2 separate regions of the Danio rerio genome follow, and region 1 is linked to region 2. Evidence: chromatin contacts called from public HiCAR-type data. All regions are on one chromosome and are shown on one strand. The core of a region is the stretch at or near the end of the contact, and the rest is flanking DNA. Distances in the headings are between cores, read along the strand shown.

What was found. HiCAR-type assays count read pairs that join an accessible place to other places.
Region 1: a HiCAR-type map of caudal fin shows a contact between it and region 2, with 9 times the contacts expected there. The contact joins the promoter of polrmt here to the promoter of hcn2b in region 2. A contact is called at or near these places in 7 of 18 Hi-C or Micro-C datasets (caudal fin, embryo, fibroblasts and 2 more) and 3 of 4 datasets of contacts at active chromatin or transcription factors (caudal fin, embryo and gastrula embryo).

What each region holds. Positions count from the first base shown.
Region 1 is chr22:18,805,966-18,809,759 of GRCz12tu, forward strand. It overlaps polrmt (polymerase (RNA) mitochondrial (DNA directed)), which reads right to left and starts at 2,267. Exons shown (of 21, transcript XM_005170522.5): 1 at 2,067-2,267; 2 at 1,576-1,674. The coding sequence starts at 2,208.
Region 2 is chr22:18,655,668-18,659,371 of GRCz12tu, forward strand. hcn2b (hyperpolarization activated cyclic nucleotide-gated potassium channel 2b) reads left to right here and starts at 2,081. Exons shown (of 8, transcript XM_680322.10): 1 at 2,081-2,879. The coding sequence starts at 2,179. It overlaps LOC141380308 (a long non-coding RNA gene), which reads right to left and starts at 3,086. Exons shown (of 2, transcript XR_012398130.1): 1 at 1,468-3,086; 2 at 1-1,413.

The sequences.
Region 1 (3,794 bases), core at 1,017-3,516, 150 kb after region 2:
TTTTAATTAATGCACACAAGAAAGAAAAATATACTTTCTTTGAGACTTATAACATTGAATATTTTAATCCACATCAGTGGCGTAGTCTATGCAGATTTTAATTTAATTAATGCTTCTCTAAACTTGATTGTTGTCTACTACTTAAGGTTAATAACCATATCTGGAGCAACCGATCTAGTGCATTCACAATGTTTAGAAATTAAACTGAAATAAATTTTAGTAGTGACTGCAACTTCCAGTCATTTTGACACATTTGTTTTTTATTAAGGGAATATTTTATTAGAGCAACAAAAACGTTTAGTTTGACAATGCACAACCACACAGTAGTCTATGCTATAATTACTATTATAAATACTATTATTTGAGGCTTGACAAAAGACAGAACCCTTTTGACTGTTTGCTTTCATTTTCAAATTGTCATTCACACTTACACAGGTGTGAAAAGTATGACATCCCATTCTGCTACGTAAAAGCAGTATTAAGTAAGGACACTTATTTATTTTATTGGCTTTTGGCTTTAAAATGATCGGCCTGTGATGTTTCCAGTGTTATAAATAAAATATAGGTCTATAGAGTGTGAGTGAGTGGATATGCCGTGGATCAAACTCATATGCGCTGCAGGTAAATGATTGTTTTTAAAAAAATATGTAATTCAGTCTGCTATTTGCTCATGCAAAATTAAACACCAGAAAATATGTTTTAAGCCTATTTTTAATGGTGAAGACAGTTATCTGTATTATAATGGTGTTATTATTAACTTATGTAAGCTCATGCCCAACCCAAAAAATTAAATCATAAGAGGAAAACAAAAGTTATTAAAATAAAACTAAATAGCTGAAATAAATAAATAACATGATGGGTAAAAATAGTGTATTGTGGCTGTCGAACGAACAATTTCAAGAAAAAAAAAAAGAATATTGCTTAATATCAATCTTTTTTGCCTTTATAATCATACTAAAAATATATAATACAGCCTAGTGAGTTGCATGTTATCCTTACAAAATTTCAACTGTAGACCAAGACTGTCTTTTACGGCTATGAATATAATATAATATATATATATATATATATATATATATATATATATATATATATATATATATATATATATATATATATATATATAATAAAATAGTACAGCCATCTTGAAGCAAACATAGATGTACGACTATTTTAATCATGGCAAAATATGAACTATATTATTAGTAATAATAATAAAATTAAATATAAATAAAAATATAATTAAATACAACATATAAAGTTTATATAAAGTACATTATAAGGTATTTTAAGTTTTATTAAGTACACTAAACCTTATCCGAATAAACAGCAAACTGATGCAAGGCAATAATATATAAGCTATTAAATCTCTATTAAGTGACTATTTACATTACTGCAAAATGTAAACTTCAAGACCAAATTAATATATTATTTACGACATAAGTGATTTATTTTATTAATAAAATATTTTTTCAAATAAAATGTTCAACAAAACGAAAAATCACACAAGCAAACGTCTGAGTTAGCAAACCCACAATTAACAGAAATATAACCATCAGGAGAAAGACACCATACCATCCAACAGCTGAGACTGTTCCCAGACTCTTTTCTTCCCATCATCCTTCTTAGGAATGACTGAATAGTGCCTTCGGTAAATCGTAGCCCATGTTTTGTCTGGAAAAATGACAGATAAAGTGAATAACGATAAAAGTTAATCAACTTCCGTGTTTGTTTGGACACAGAAAGAGACATAACAACAAACAATCTACAGATCTATTATGTCTAGATAGATGAACACCAAAGAAGCATCCACAACACGTGTATAAATCTCATAAAACAGCAAACATCACAGACTTTCTTGCATGTCAAAGCCTTGTTGACATTGAGACGTAAACTATCTGACTTAAACAAAGTTTGTAAAACGAAACGTGAATGTAAAATATACTCAATATAAAATGAATGACAACAAAATAATAAGTAATGCAAATAAATATTGAGGTAAAGTGGATTTGAAGGACGAGACAGATGATAGCATAATAATAATACTGCTCTCTCATTAACGTTACCTTGTATTTGTCTCTCTCCGTTGATCCTTATTCTGAGACACATGCGACAACAATCGCCTTTTAGAAAACTACGAAGACACCCGTCAGCTGCAAAACTGCGCGTTAAAGCCGCTGAATAGGCACACAATCTCAAGAGTGACATGTTGTCATGATAGTTTTGAAACACCGCGTTATCCTGTGCTGAAGGCCGCCATTTTGTTTAGACCTGACTAGTTCATAGACGATTCGACGAGGTTAGACCTCCAAGAACGACGAGCACATCGAACTTTCATTTTGAGGTTGGATAAACACTGCTGCTACTGTATCTCATGTAAGTTGAATTTCAGTGATATGTATTTATTTTAAAGTTCTTAAGGCGATAAGAAATGAAAGACGTTCTCAAATAATTTTAAATAATTAAACTCTTTAACTCACTTGTTAATCAGTCACTTGTTAAATAGTATTCGTCTAATTGCATACATATATTTAGGATAATGTATCAATTTAATTAATAAGTATTTTTCGATTTAATTATTAGGAATCCCATTTTGGACATTTTTTTATTAATATATGATGTACAACAAATAAGTTAGAAAGTATATTACGTGTTAAGATCGTTTTGTGTGTGAAATGGCTAGATTATATTTAATGGCCTGTGTTTGTTAGAAACTACAGTAGATGGCGAACTTTGCCAAGCAATATTAACCACGTGTTTGCCGCGCAAACCACACATATTTTTCATTAATAATGTTTGAACAATAACAGAAAGGCATTAACACTTTTTAGAATTACACAAAAGACTGAGATAACAATCAATTTACATACATTCACAATCTTTCCATCCTCCTTAATAATAATAAATCATAATAAAATGCCAAAAATTAACAAATAAAATAAATGATAAAGAAAAAATAAAAAGCAGAGGAGTTGAAGTTCTCAAAACATGAAACCAAAATCCTCAAATTATGTAAATATAAAAATAAATTTATTGCTTTTTGGCTTTTCATCTCTCTTAATGTCTTCAAATAGATCACACATTATTCTCTAAACACCACTAGTCTTGGAGGAATTTTGAAAAATTTACATTTATGAATATACAATTTAATAATAACGATAAATTATTCATTATATATGTTTTAAGTATTAAGCAAAACTCAATACTTTCCCTTGAGAAGATACGTCTTACAGATATTTTCAGTTGTATCCAAATTAATACTTCATCTCAAAATCTTTGTATCACATTACATTGGAAAAACAAGTGTTCAGTTGTTTCAATACATTTAAGTCACCAATATTGAATTTTAACTTTAGAAATTAGTTTGCAGGATAAATAATATTAACATTATTTTGAAGCTCTTTAAATTAACAGGGTATGTAGGAAATCTTTTTCTATTGTTATAATATCGTACACATTTTTTTTAATCATAATGAGACAAAATATAAGCTCTCTTTACGGGTCCTGGAAAACAACACTGTGTTAGACAATCTTTCAAAAATTTGAACGTTTTCTATCTGTTAAGTTAACATTTTCTATCTTAAGATCACTTGTTTTGGGAGTTCAAATCACACAAAATAAATATCACCTTCTGTGAGGTGGATTTGTTACTTCATAAAACATTTTTCTATGGAAGATTACACTTTAGAGTTGACGTTTATTGGAAGTATTATATTTCTTGTGTGATTAGTAATTCAGAATTTGTATCTACAAAAATGTATTTTATTTTAGTGTAGTAAACATGTTTCTGGCAC
Region 2 (3,704 bases), core at 831-3,330:
CTGTCCTCTTTTCAGCATGAAGGCCTTGATCATAAAGATATTTTTCTAGAAATTCTTCATGTAAATAAGTTGTACAACTAAAACGAAAACTGCTAGTATCAATTTCTGTAGGATTGCTTCCCAGCTGAATGGTAAAAACACCAACAGTCAATCAGAATCTACCTTCAAATAGCTCAATAGCTCATATAATATCATATGATCAGGGGTTAACATTAACACCCGTCTACCCGCCAAATGCGGGTAGATTTCAGCTGTGGCGTGTTGGACAGACACCCCCACTAGTCACTTAGGACGATCAAAAATAATTGAGAAAATTAATAATTGAGAAATTAAATAATTGAGAAATTTTTTTTTTGAACCCGAAACTGAAAGCGAGACATGACTTTTAAGGGACTGTTTCATATGGATTAATTAATCATTATTCAATGAAAGCAAACTGTCGTAGATTATTAGACGCAAACCCCTCACTGCGCGACAGCTGCACCTTCAGCAAACCACCTAATGCACGAGGACTTTATGATTGTTTATCAGTGTCAAAAGTGGCCGATCTGTTCGGCAAAATATTTGACTGCGTCACTGCATATAAAACGACTTAAACGATATAACTGAAGAAATCTCTACTGTGCTGAGCGAAAGCGCTTACTGAACAGTGCATCATCGATGATGTAAGCGTGCCTAGGCCCAAATGTAATGTGAGTGCGGGAAGTCAGGGGAGATGGGAGGGGGGCAAGCGTGCTTTGAGCCAGTTCAAGGCAACTGTACATAGTGTGAGTACACCCTTGGTGTCGCACGCACAGCTGATGTGAAGCGCATGGTTGCCTAAAAGCCCCTGCATCCCATTTCCTTGCATAAAGCAACCTGTGCCTAAAAACGCAACTGGTTTTTCTTTTAAATAGACTGGAAAAAACGGTGCTCGTGCAACCACATTTATGCTGCTTTTCAGAGCTCCAGATTTTATGTAAACAGCAGCAGTTGCCGCTTTCACTTTTACCATTCTTTAAACAGATTAATAATGAGCCTAAAAACCGTCTGTGTGTGATCATCTTTTCATTATCACACACAGTATATTTTTCACCGGCTTTCTTTTGCTTACAGTTACTTATGTTAATATGGTTTAATTATAATTTTGCGTTAATGTGAGATTATATATAGTTAACTGGTAATCTGGGAATTTCAGCCAGGACAGACTACTGTGTATAGTTTTAGATACATGAAAATAATTTTTTAATGTCAATTGTTTTGTTTTTTTAAGAATATTTTTGTTGAATGAAAAGTATATCTATACAGCTATATTTTGCTTGTTTTATCACAATATTTAAAATTTGTGGCAAGGAAATAATTATTTTAGTTTAGCCAGAAAAATGGTAAAATCTTAGTGTTGAGACCTAAAAATTCCTGTAAAATAAAATTAATCTATTTATTTATATATAAATGCTCATCCTTATTGAACAAGGTCATACACAACACACACAAAAGTTAAATGAACAAGCAGCTATGAGGACATAAAACAAAATTTAAATCAAGTAAAATTACAAGTAATTTTAACATGTTAAAGTCAAATTTATACATATTAAATATATTTTCACAAAAACAAAATTGTGGCTAGTAAAAATAGTGAGTGGCTAGTAGCATTGGAAAACTACTAGCCATAGTGCCTGGTGATCAAAAAAGTTCATGTCAAGCCCTACATATGATACATCATAGTTGTTTATAGTTATGCTCTTTTGTGTAAAAGTCCTTAATGATAAAAATATCTTTAAATCTATGAACAAATAAGTTCACAGTCAAAACGAAAATGATTAATTTCACATTAAAAAAACAGTTATATTTATAAAATTGTAATTTTTTTCAAAGTCATTCATTGACTTTGATTAACTTTAGAAATATTCCAGAAGTCTACTAAACCAATTGTGCGAATTTAACATTCAACGAGTGAATGTCTCATTACTCGGACCATTTTCCCCCAGTTTCTCATAGACATAGTTGCCATCCTCCTGCCTTCATCATGTGAACTCATGGCTTGTGATGCGTTTCCAGGTAAGGGAGTGATCGAGTGCAGCCATGTCAACGCGGCTGCTGTAGTTGTGTCTGGTGACATTGGCACTCGCATGCCCGCGTCTGCACTTTCGTAAAATCTGGCTGCGTCAGGATTCACCCCAAAGCTCCCTCGCCGCCGTCATGGATGAAGCGGAGGACGGCGATGAAGACCACAAAGAGACTCGCAGGGGCGACATCCTTGACTCTTCCTCCAAGATGAAGACTGTAGCGCCAGGAGGGGGAGCAGCGAGCAGCAGGATCTCCAACAACAAGGACTTCGCCTCATGTGGACGCAGCACGGAATCCGCCGCGCTCCTCGGACACGGAGACGCTTCCCGGAGCGGCGCTCATTCTGACGGCGAGGATGCCACCGGAATGAGATGCGTGATCAACGGAGACTGCCGAAGAGACGACAGCGTGTGCTCAGTCCTCTCCAAGCTGGAGAAGCAGACAGGTGGAGGCTTCCCAGCATCTGCATGTCACTCCAGCACCTCCAGCATGGACGGCTCGGTCACTCCTGCCGCCGCCGCCGCTCCTCCCGCGGACAAGAAGGACTCCAGGGTGTCCTTCTCCAGCGCCGCACCTGCGCACGGACCGAGTCCGAGCAACCCAGCGGGCAATTCCGTCAGCTTCTCCAAGTCTGAGGATGGCCAGATCACGGCGGAAGATGGGGAAGCCAGGGACAATCAAACTTACATGCAGAGGCAGTTTAGCGCCATGCTGCAGCCCGGGGTCAACAAATTCTCCCTGCGTATGTTTGGGAGCCAAAAGGCAGTGGAGAAGGAGCAGGAACGGGTCAAATCCGCCGGCAATTGGATTATTCATCCGTACAGTGATTTCAGGTAGGGCTGATGAGATGGAGGGACGCCACTGGAGACTCCATACCTGGTTGCAAATGCACACGTTTCAATGCACAGGTGTTATTTTAGAAAACAGGTGCCTTTCTGGTTTAAAAAAAAAGAGGAGAATTATTATTTTATTTATTTGTAAAACGTATATGAGATCATCCTGTATTGATAAATATTAATATAATAATATTAAGGTGAAGTAATTAATAAAAAATAAAAAAAAGAGGTAGCTGCTTATGATGCCATTACACTTTTGGTGTACTTATGATGCTATGACATTATTACACAGAATCAACAGAGATTTATGAAGTATGGGGTTTTCAGACTGGTCCAAACCTGTAAATAAAAAAGTGCTATCAATCAATCAATCAATCAATCAATCAATCAATCAATCAATCAATCAATCAATCAATCAATCAATCAATCAATCAATTAATCAATGAATGAATGAATGAATGAATGAATAAAAAAATTAAAAAATAAACATTTGTTATTAAGACAGGTAAGCACACAGTTATAATAATAAATAAAGAAAATAATAAAATAATTTAACACAAAATAACAAAATAATAATAATAAAATAAATAATAAAATAAGATTCAAATAAATTATACAAACGTGAAATAATTAAATAAAATGATAAATTGTTTAAATAATAAAATAAATTAACATAAAATAATATAATTGAATAAGATTCAAATAAATTATACAAACATTTGAAATACATAAAATAATAATAAATAATAAAATAATTTAACAAAATAACATAAATAAATAAGATTCAATAAATTACACAAAAATTTGAAATAATTAAATAAA